Linked DNA regions of Mus musculus: region 1 is linked to region 2. A link is a contact called in public HiChIP or PLAC-seq data. All regions are on one chromosome and are shown on one strand. The core of a region is the stretch at or near the end of the contact, and the rest is flanking DNA. Distances in the headings are between cores, read along the strand shown.

The links. HiChIP or PLAC-seq counts read pairs in DNA pulled down with a chosen protein or histone mark.
Region 1: a contact with region 2 is called in an H3K27ac HiChIP or PLAC-seq map of embryonic stem cells, with 5 read pairs. The contact joins two enhancer-like sites. A contact is called at or near these places in 1 of 39 promoter capture datasets (embryonic stem cells) and 4 of 115 datasets of contacts at active chromatin or transcription factors (astrocytes, embryonic forebrain and embryonic stem cells).

What each region holds. Positions count from the first base shown.
Region 1 is chr6:124,476,485-124,482,430 of GRCm38.p6, forward strand. No RefSeq gene overlaps it. Among named protein-coding and RNA genes, the nearest start is that of C1rl, 14 kb to the right of the region's middle. Within about 2 kb of position 2,062, at least 111 of the 459 cell types and tissues checked have an H3K27ac peak or open chromatin away from gene starts, as enhancers often do. A contact at or near this core is called in embryonic stem cells, where this site is marked.
Region 2 is chr6:122,687,147-122,692,782 of GRCm38.p6, forward strand. No RefSeq gene overlaps it. Among named protein-coding and RNA genes, the nearest start is that of Nanog, 18 kb to the right of the region's middle. Within about 2 kb of position 3,200, at least 34 of the 459 cell types and tissues checked have an H3K27ac peak or open chromatin away from gene starts, as enhancers often do. A contact at or near this core is called in embryonic stem cells, where this site is marked.

The DNA.
Region 1 (5,946 bases), core at 812-3,311, 1.8 Mb after region 2:
AGCCCCCACCCCTTCCTTTGTGTTCATAACAATAACTACGATGTCTTCACTGGCCTAGGCCAGTAGCCCACGCCAGAGCTAAAAGCATCTCTGGACAGGTCACTGTTGAGATGGACGGACAAAACCAGGTAAGTCCCTCTGCCTCTGAGCTTTGTCCTCTTCTGTTCCGTTGCTGCGCACGCACAGCAGGTCTGCTCTCTATCCCCGCACCCCACCCGCCCCAATCGGGGGTCCTCTCTCTTTTCCTGGTTATTTCAGGAAAGTGCTTGTTCCATCCCCTAGACACAGCTGCAAGGAAACTATCGTCATCTTCACTGTAATTTAAAAAAAAAAATGTCCTCTGGGTCTCCGGTGCCACGAGAACACATGGGGAGGGGCAGCTAGACGGCAGTGCCCCCTCTCTGTGAAGTTGCTCCCATGCTCATTCTCGGGTAGCCACTGTACAGCACAGGTGGGACAGGGTGGGCTGTCTGCAGATGAATTTACCAAAGTCAACGAGAGGGGTGGGGAGCAGAAGAGAGAAGTATGCGGCTCGATGGCTGAGACACACAGCTTCACCCGGGAACTCAGGGGTCATTGGGCGAAAGGGATGGTGCAGGGTGTAATCGAACCCCCTCCAGTTGACAAGCCATCCACCTAGGCAGTGGATAGAGGAACCTTTCCTGAAGATGTTCACTGCAAGATGAAGGTCCACACACAGCTGTTCGGATGTGGGTGGTTAAGTTTAGACTTTTTTTTTTTTTTTTAAAGACAATCTTTTCATGGAAGACACACACTGTGATTGGCCTTCAGGAGGCTAGAAGGTCATTCTTCCCGAGTTTTCTCTAGGCTGCTCTGCCATGTGCCTCTTCATCAGCTCCTTGGGTCTTTTAAATCTTTTTCTAAGCCCCACCTCCTCCTGTGTTTGATTTCCCTATGGGTATTGATCTGTCCAATCCTGTAACTATGGAGAACGAGTGCCTTCAGACTCTAGAAATGATCCCTGAAATGTTGTCCTTGAAGGTCCCTTCACAGGCCATCTCCTCCCACAATGCATCCGCTGGGGGGTGGCCAGAGTGACAGAGAAAACAGAAAAGAAGTGAAACTGTCATTGCCAAGGCTGTGGCCCTCTGGAAGGTTCCCCCACCAGCTCTCATTTCCAGTGCTCGCTCCCCAGCGGGTGACCTGTTTTGAAGGCTGTAGTGCACTGGTTCTCAGTGTGGGGGTCAAATGACCCCTTCCCAGGGGTTGCCTAAGACTGTCAGAAAACATGTTTATATTACATTCCGTTACAGTAGCAGAATTACAGTAGAATGCAGTAGCATTGAAAATAACTTTATGGTTGGGGGGTCACCACAACACACGGAACTGTATTAAAGGGTCACGGCATTAGGAAGGTTGAGAACCGCTGCTATAAATAACGTCTTTAGGAGGTGGTGTGTGACTGGTGGGAGCTTTTGAGTGGTACGCCCACTGCTTTCTCTGCCCACCCCATGTCTGCTGCAGGGTGAGCAGGCACGGCCCCGTGCTTCCACCACCACAGGTCAAACCACACCTCTACACTTTCCCACCATAGCAGGCCCAATCCCTCTGAAACTAAAGCCAAAGGAAAGTTTTCCTCCACTAAGTTGTTCCGGCTTGGTATTTTATCTCCATGGTGATAAGAGTAACAAACGTGGTTGAAAAGCAACTCTGGCGACTTTGCTTATTTTCCTGTCTTGCGTAACTTCTGACTCCGGAGTGTCTTATGGAGACGGCCATGTGGTAAGGAACAGGGACCACATCTTAGAAACAGACCTCCTGCCCAGTCAGGCTTGCAAGTGCCTCAAACCCGGAGCAGTTGAAGCCTATTAGGGACCCTGAGGCTAGACTGCCTAACTGCTCCTGACCCCAGCAACTGTGTAAAATGATACGTGACCTTCGTCTTAATCTGAGGGAAGGGACAATCGGTTACACAACAGATAACTAATATTTGAATTCCATCACATTTGGCTCATTGCCAGCCTCAGGAGTTACCAAACCAGCAAGGGTGGAGATGACTTGGGGTGGTAATCACGTGGAAACCACCAAAGGCTGCAACCTTCTCTCTCCCTCACTGGAACCGCAGACACCAGTCTCTCTTTGAGTTCACGGAGACTTTACCCTCTCGAGGCTTTTGAAAAAAGTCCCTTCCCCCTTCCTTCTGCAAGCTCCGTCTGCCCCAGTGATGTTAGAGGTCCCAGGTCCTCCCGTAGTGGCAAAAGGGGCGTCCAGCGTTTCAGATGGCTCCCGATCCCTCATGCATGTGTGCTCCTGCTCTATGGCATCAGCAGGACTCAGCGAACATCGGAGTCTTCAGAGAGAGGGTGGGCAGAGATGCAACCTCAGATGGCAACCAGTCAGAAATTCCACAAGGGGTGGAACGCTGAATTAGAAATGGTGGTGCCCTAACAAAGGCTTGTGATGCCAGAGAGGGTGAGGAAAATGTTATAAGCACTTGACTTATAGCACAGGTCTCAGTGCCATAAGCAGTGTCTTCAGCCTGGCAACAGGGACTTGCACTGTCAGCTAACAGGTGCATAGCACCCACCAGAGCCATATCTGCCATCTTCCAGGACCCTGTTACCAAATGATAGACCCTCCGTGAGCACCAGCTGGGCAGGCTACTCATCCACTCTCAGGGCTGCTCCTTCCAACAAAAGGTTCCTATCAAGGAGTGATGGGTGTGTCTGGTCAGAAGGGCATAGTGCCTGAGAAGTAGGGAGAATTTATTTTGGCTTGTGGTTCCCGGGATATCAGTCCTTTAATAGTAAGGTAGGTATGAAAACTAGAATGGCTTGATCTGTGGCAGTGTGAGTGTGTGGCACGGCTTGTTCACATGTAGGGAGATCACAAATTAGATATAGTCTTCAAGCCTCCAGCCTTACCTGTCCCACTTATGCTGGCTAATCTACATCACACATCCCAAAGGTTTCCTAGCCTTCCCAAACTATCATCATGGGGGGGCCATGTTCTCAAACACATGGTCCTGTGGGGAACAATTACACCCTAACTATAATAGCACCCAGCAATGGGCAGACATGTATTGCTGGTTAGAACCCACACTATAGAATCACACATGGGAGCAGGGCTGCATCACTGGCCTCAGCTCCCACCCTCAGATCCTAGGCCCACCCATCTACCACCTTCTCTTCCTCAATGAGATCAATGCTACTTCCCCGCTCTGGACCACACCCACATAAGGACCTAAGTTGGAGCTGATAGGCCAGGCCCTGCAGTCAGTCCTGAGCATGTCAAAATTTACAGGATAAAGTACTTCCCTCAAGGATCTAGTCCTGTGGGAAAGACAAACAAGTGGACAGGTATTCAGATATGCTTGAGTGCCTAATAAACACAGGTGAAGTAAGGTCGCCCTGAGCCAGGCCTCCCAGGGGACTAAGCAAGGAGAGAAGTAATAATGACAGTGGCTGGCTGACCATGAACGCTATTTGCCAGGTGCCACCACACACACATAAATAAAAATTATTTTATTTTTAAAAGAGCCCTGTCACAGCTGGGCCCAGTGGTGCACCTGAGAGGGAGGGGGGCCACAAGTCTTGATCATTCTCTGCTGCATAATAAGCTTGGGCCACCACAAATATGTTAGACCTGTATGGGGTCAGGGAGAGACGGGGTGTGTGTGTGTAAAGAATTGCCTTTCTGTGCCGGGTGTGGTGGCAATCCCAGCACTCGGGAGGCAGAGGCGGGCAGATTTCTGAGTTCGAGGCCAGCCTGGTCTACAGAGTGAGTTCCAGGACAGCCAAGGCTACACAGAGAAACTGCCTCGAAAAAACAAAACCAAAAACAAAAGAAAAAATAATTGCCTTTCTTTGTCTCCATTTTACAGTTAAAGAAACCAGGGAGCAAATTGCAATCATTTACTAAGGTTATATATAAAATGAAGAGGAACCGACTATCCAATACCTCCGATTTCTGAACTATTACCAGACACAAATGTAGAGCACATAGCTAGCCTCTACCACTAGGTGGCAGTAGTATCTCCACTACCCACCTCCCCTCCCTTTTTTTTTTTTTTTTTTTTTAATCCTTAGAGACTGTCAAATATCCTTATGGTGTAGTACTGCTCTGATTGGGAACGACTAAACTAACCATTTTTCTCTCTTATCTCCATAAACTCGTAATGAAGTTTATTGTTCACCCAGGACCAGGCATCCTCCTAAATAATTTAGGTTATTAACTCATTTAATCCTCACAACAGCTCTTAAGTGCGAGCATCATTGCTCTGTGTTCCACGGAGGAGGACATCAGTAGCACGGAGATGTTACGCACATTGGAGACAGTCCCAAAGCCTCTGAGTAGTGGCGCCTTGGTCTGAGCCTGTTGAATGTGGCCTGGAGCCACTGCCTTTGCAGCAGTAGTGGGCTGAAGGACGTGGAGATTGGGGGTGGGGGGGTTTCGAACAAGTGTGAGAAATTTGGACAGCATAAGATTGGTAGTGAGAGTGTAACGCAGAGCACAGCCAAACAGAGCAGAAAGAGGCTGAAGAAAGAAACTGAGAAGACACAGTTACTGAGGAGGACAGACAGACAAACCGCTCACTGGGCTCGGGCAGTGAAAAGATGTCAGATGGGAAGGGTATGATTAGCTTGTAGGCGATGACAGCAGTAGGGAGGATGGGCTGGAGCGCTAAGATTCATGGCTGGATTTTTGTGGGGTCGATTTGGACGAAGCTCTGAGTGTCCATGACTTAAGCCCATGATAGGAGACAGCATTCGGAACAAAGTCATCCGAGCCACCCTGTCCCCCAAGCCCTGGCCTGCCCACACCCCTAATGTCCATTAAGAGCAGATGCTCAGGCTCACAGCCCGCCTGACTCAGGCCACCTCAGCCCCTGATGCTGTCCTGGATCTCCCTTCAATCCTGGTCCTGGCTCCAGGAGCCCCAGAGGGTCCTGGCCCCCGGGGCAAGGCTTGGAAAGTAAAGCCAGACTGAGCTGGTTCGATGGCTCAGCAGAGTAAGGCCTTTCGCCGCCAAACCTGATGCTTGCGTGTGATGTCAGGACCCACATGGTAGAAGGAAAGATGTTACTGCCTCAAGTTGTCTTCCGACTTCCACACATGCTGAGGGTGGGCGAGAACACACACACGTTTCCCCAAAAAAATCAAAAGTAGAGGTGGCGTGGAGTAGCCAATACTGTCCCAGGCCCCTCCACCAGGTCCCTAGTTTGACACTTTGCACTGGGCAGAGCTAGTAACTCCTCTTCCAATGAAAACTACAGGAAACCCCAGGCCCTTTCTCCAGGGGTCATCCCCCAATAGAACAGCAGGTGGCAGCACCATGATTTTTCACAGTAAAATCGAGGCTGAAACCTCAAATGTGTTTCTGTCCTTCTTGGACTTTCATCAACGCATCCTCTCTGCTTTTGCTCCGCCCCCACCCCCCTCACCCTGCTCCTGCCCTTTGCCCTTCTTAGTTAATGAGAAACAAAAGCCAATGGACCCAGAAACAAAGTTAGAAGGAGAGAGGAAACATCGGAGGTAGGGGGAGATCAGTTTGTTTTCAGACCTATCCCTGGTCTCTAGAGCCCACTGTCCCAACTCCCTCAGTTCCCCAAGGTTATATCTAAGGTGGAAAAGTTCCTCGTGACTGGTGATACAGCTCAGCGCTTGCCAAGCCATTGATGTTTTGCAGAGGGCCGGGTTTGATTCCCAACATCTACACGGTAATCTATAACTCTGGCTCCATAGTCTCCGGACACCCTCTTTGACGTCCCTAGGTATCAGGCACATAACGTACATGTATAGACAAAATATTCATGCAAATAAAGTAATTTCTTAAAATTTTAAGTCCCTCATTAGTGGTCTCAGCACCTGAGTGCTGAGGCAAGAGGATTACCATGAATTTGAAGCTAGTCTGCGCTACCAAATGAGGGAAAAATAAATTTCTGACTTTTGCCTCGTCTCGTTAGACAGGACCATTATTCAGTCA
Region 2 (5,636 bases), core at 1,950-4,449:
GAAGGAAAAACACCTTGGAAAAATAAAATGGAAGCTATACTTTAAAAAAAAAACAAAAAAAAACAACTGGATCTAAGGGTACAAAGAAACCTCAGTTTTTACCTTTGTGTGGGTGGGAAGTTTTCATAATGCACAAACGTTGATTCTTATGTAAGGTAAAATCAATAAAGAAATGACCAGCCGGGCGTGGTGGCGCACGCCTTTAATCCCAGCACTCGGGAGGCAGAGGCAGGCGGATTTCTGAGTTCGAGGCCAGCCTGGTCGAAAGCGTGAGTTCCAGGACAGTCAGGGCTATACAGAGAAACCCTGTCTCGAAAAACCAAAAACCAAAAAAACAAAACAAAGAAATGACCAACTAGAGTGGCGATGGCTCTGTTTTATTCGGTGTGCAGCTTGCTTGTGCATCTGTAGACAGCCAGTTCTGCTTCATTCTCTATATAGTTCGTAAAGCTCCCAAAGGGAGACTTGATAATATCTTATATAGAGAGCAGAGTATTCTATTGTGATTTCTGTAAAAAAAAAAAAAATCTTTTTATGCGTATGGGAGTTTTGTCTGTATTCTCATCTATGTATCACATGCATGCAGTGTCTGTGGAGGGCAAGAGGATCCTCTGGAACGAGTTACAGTTTTACGCTGCCATGTGGGCTCTAGGAACCAAATCTGGGTCCTCTGATAGGGCAGCCAACAGAGTTCTTCCCAGCTGGGTGGTGGTATTTTCATAGCTCACGCAGATAAGCCCCTCTAGCCAGGCTAAATAGATCCGGAACTCACTGCCCTTTAACCTCTTATGACCAAAATGTACTTCTTCTTATTTAAGCATCCAGGAATCTCAGACTCCCAGGTCTCTATCTTGGCTCTCAGGCTATTTCCTTCTGTCTTCTTCAGCTCTGTTACAGGCTCACAAGGAGCTGTGCAAAACGCCCAGTCTCTTTGGCAGTGTTAGAATAGGAAAACTACCATGTGAGCACGTAAAGAAAAAAAAAGTGACATACCAGTTGAACTGAATCAGTCATTCAGTCAAGGGGCTGACCACCCTTAGGAAGCAGGCTCCTTTCAAACCAAACAAACGAGATGGCTGAAGTAACTAATCTTTTAGTTAGATACTGTTCTCAACCTTCCCAAAATTCCAGCCCGTGGTATAGTCGCTGACGCGCCTCAGTCAAGGTTTGTCCAATCTTCTGAATTACTCAAACAAGTATAATTTTTGCTTTTCTTTTTTTTTTTTTGTTTTTTGTGAAACAAAGTCTCACCTTGTATATCTAGCTGGGCTGAAACTCAGTATATAGACCAGGCTGGCATCAAACACAAAAAGATCTGTCTGCTGAAAATGAAGGCATATGTCACCACACTAAATCTTTCCTAAAACTATTGTTGTTGTTGTTGTTAATGTTATTATTTTGTTTTGTTTATTTATTTTGTTATTTTGGGTTTTCTTTTTCAAGACTGGGTCTCTGTCTCTCCTGGAACTTACTACGTAGACCAGGCTGAAACTCCGAAAAATCCATCTGCCTTTACCACCCAAGTGCTAGGATTAACAGTGTATGCCATCACTACCCAGCACAAAATTTAATATTTTAAATTGTTCGTAGAGGCTTATACATGCCACCATGCCGTATGGGTCATGGCGGGTAGAACTCACTCAGGCTGTCTGCCTTAGTGGCAATTGACTTTTCCTAATGAGCCATCTTGTTGGCTCACGCTGTCACATTTTCTAAAACCTACTTTAAGATTTGATTGGAACTGCTGTGAATGCATAGAAAAATTTTAAGAGTTACTCATTTACTTTATATATATATAATACTCTGCCTACATGTATGTCAGTACACCACATGTGTGCACTGCCTGTAGAACACAGATGAGGGCATCATATTCCCTTAGGGCTGGAGTTTCCAACGTTACCCCCATGACCCATATGGCAGGAGGAGAGAGCAGATACCTACACCATTTTGCCTAGACTGGCTTGAATTCCCAGGCTTAGCTGATCCTCCTGCCTCAGTTTCCCGTGTATCTGAATCCACAGATAAAGAGCCAGAATTCCCTTTTTCATCTATGAGCCTTTGCCTTGAACACCTTCTTTCTCTCTCTTTTTAAAAATGATTATCTAATCATTTGTTGGAGGTGGTGGTGTCCTGTGTGGGGAGATGGCTGGAGTCAGTTCTCGCCTTCCACCACATGGGTCCAGAGGATCAAATTCAGGTCCTTAGGCTGTGTGCAGCACGCATGCTTACCCACTGAGCATCTCACCGGCCCAAACGCTTGCATCAAGACTGAGGTGCCCTGAAATATTTTGAATATAATAGCATTGCTAATGATCAGACCTAGGACCTCACCCATGCTTGTTGGGAACCCCTCAACTGTTTTTTTAAAAGATGTATTTATTTATTTTATGTATATGAGTATACTGTAGCTGTACAGACGGTTGTGAGCTTTCATGTGGTTGCTGGTATTTGAACTCAAGACCTTCCAAAGAGCAGTCAGTGCTGAGTCATCTCTCCAGCCCGAGAACCCCTAAACTTGAGTTCTGTCCCAGCCCCTGTGTGTATTTAAATACAACGTCATCAGGGTCAGCATCTTTTATTTTAGTCTATCCCACATCATTGGGTCCAGACAAAAAAATTAACACAGGTATTAGAGTCTTTTTTCCATGACCCCACCCCCACCCCATCTTCATCACTCGGCTTCAAAACTATGTTCTTCAGGGCTGGAGAGATGACTCAGAGGTTAAGAGCACTGGCTGCTCTTCCAGAGGTCCTGAGTATAATTCCCAGCGACCACATAGTGTGACTCACTACCATCTATAATCAGGTCTGGTACAGCCTGTGGGTTGAAATCCTGCATATCAGATATTTACCTTACCGTTCATAACAGTAGAAAAAATACAGTTATGAATTAGGAATAGGATAATTTTATGGTTGGGGGAGGATCACCACAATGTGTCACAGCATTAGGAAGGGTGAAAAACTACTGCCCTAATACCTACAGAATAACTAATGAGCTTATTTATTCTCCTAGACTATTCCAGAACAACGCTTGCTGGAGTTTGGTAAATCCTTCTTGATATTCCTCCCAGACCTGGAAGCCACACCCATTAAGAAAAAACACGCATTTTTGCCTAAGGTCAAAGATGCCCTGTAGGCAAGGTGGGAAGCACACTCCCAAAAGAAAGGTGTTACCTTTTGCCTGGAGTGCTTTGTTTAGAGTTGTTGGGGATTGGAATTTTGTTGTTGATGTTGTTTTGTTTGTTTGTAACAAGGTTTTATGTGTCAGAGGCTGACCATAAATAAAATGCATGAATGAAAACTTAAAAAAAAAAAAAGGCCGGGCCGGGGCGTGGTGGTGCACGCCTTTAATCCCAGCACTTGGGAGGCAGAGGCAGCGGATTTCTGAGTTCGAGGCCAGCCTGGTCTACAGAGTGAGTTACAGGACAGTCAGGGCTATACAGAGAAACCCTGTCTTGGAAAAACAAAACAAAACAAATAAAAAATATGCTTGCTGGCCTGAGTTCAATTCCCTAGACCCCTGTAAAGGTATCTGAGACTACCAATTCCATAAATTGTCCTTTGACCTCCACACCTATGTGTCCTTTGACCTCCACACCTATGTACACTGGAATAGTGATTGAAGAAAAAGAAGAGGAGAAAGAGAAGAAGAAACAGCAGCAGTAACAACAGTAGCGGCCATGGCAGCAGGCTTGGTGTTTTATATCTTCAATTTCAGCGCATGGGGGAACAGAGGCAAGCAGAACTCTGAGTTCCAGGCCATCCTGGTCTAGAGTTCCAGGTTGGCCAGAAAAGCCCTGTCTTGAAAAACCATGAATTCTGGCATGTTGGGGCACGCCTTTTAATCCCAGCACTTGCAAGGCAGAGGCAGGTAAATTTGAGTTTGAGGCCAGCCTGGTCTACAAAGTGAGTTCCAGGACAGCCAGGGCTACACAGAGAAACCCTGTCTCGAAAAAAAAAGAAGGAAAGAAAAAGAAAGAAAGAAAAACCATGAAAATTATAAAAGAAAACAAGAAAGAGAGAAAAGAAAGGAGCCAGAGTAGTGGTGCACATCTTTAATCCCAGCACTTAGAAATCAGAAACAGGTGGGTCTCTCAGCTCCAGCCAACCCGCTCTACACAATGAATTCCAAGACAGCGGGGGCTGGGTAGAGAGATCCTGTCTCAAAAATAAAACAAAACAAGCAAACGAAAGATAAAACCAGCAAAACCCAAAATAAATAAATAATCCCTGGCTGCTCTTCCAAAGGACCTTTGTTCAATTCCCTATAGGCACATGGGGCACATAACTAATTATAATTCCAATTCCAGGGCATCTGGTGACACCTTCTGGCCCCCCGTGAAGCCGGTATTATGGTATACATAGAGGCAAACCAGCCACACAGAAAAATAACAGTATATGCTTTAAAATTGATAAATGGGGGCTGGAGAGATGGCTCAGCGGTTAAGAGCACCGACTGCTCTTCCAGAGGTCCTGAGTTCAATTCCCAGCAATCACACGGTGGCTCACAACCATCTGTAATGAGATCTGATGCCCTCTTCTGGTATGTCTAAAGACAGCAACAGTGTACTTATATAAATAATAATAAAAAAGAATTCCATTTAAAAAAAATGATAAATGGGTTACATAAAATGAACAGAGAGAACAGCAAACACAATGGGAGAAACTCCTTGCTACCAGCTATACTTGAGAAATGACGTTACTGCCTAGAACATAGAGAGCTGTGACTGTTGAAAACAAACACACAAACCTGTCAGTCAGTAAATTAGTCAAGGAACAGACCCAATAGTTTTCAAAAGAAATACAAATGGCCAATAAATGTTTATTTAAATGTTCAACATCTGTAGCCCTCCGAGAAATGCAATTAAAACCAATTTTACATGTCATTTCAGAATGGCTATCATGAAAACAAGTGACAGACCAGTGAAGTGGCTCACAGAGTCTATTTCCCCCAAGAAGCCCAATGACATGAGCTCAGTAGAGCTCATGCACTATTGAGCAGAGAGAGAGAATATGTGTAGAGAACTCTCTCTCTCTCTGCTCTCTTTCACACACATACATACACACCATACACAGCCTTAAAAGGTTTTTTTAAATCAAATTTTACATTTATTTTGCATGTGTTTGAAGAGGGGGCATGTGTTCCATGGTGTGCTTGTGGAGGTCAGAGGACAAACTTTCATTTATTTATTTATTTATTTATTTATTTATTTATTTATTTATTATATCTAAGTACACTGTAGCTGTCTTCAGATGCACCAGAAGAGGGTGTCAGATCTCATTACGGATGGTTGTGAGCCACCATGTGATTGCTGGGATTTGAACTCAGGACCTTCAGAAGAGTAGTCGGTGCTCTTAACCACTGAGCCATCTCTCCAGCCCTAAAAGGTTTACTTACTTATTTTTATGTGTATGAGAATTTTGTCTACACGTATCTGCTTGCCCAGGGATATGCCTGATGCCTGATGTCCTCAGAGAAGGGTGTCATATCTCTTGGAGCTGGAATTACGTACAATTGAAGACTACCATGTAGATAGTTGGAATATGACTGAACCACTGTCTCCTGAAAGAGCAGTGCTCTTAAAAACTGAGGCATCTCTCCAGCCCATATATTTATAATATATATTATATATACT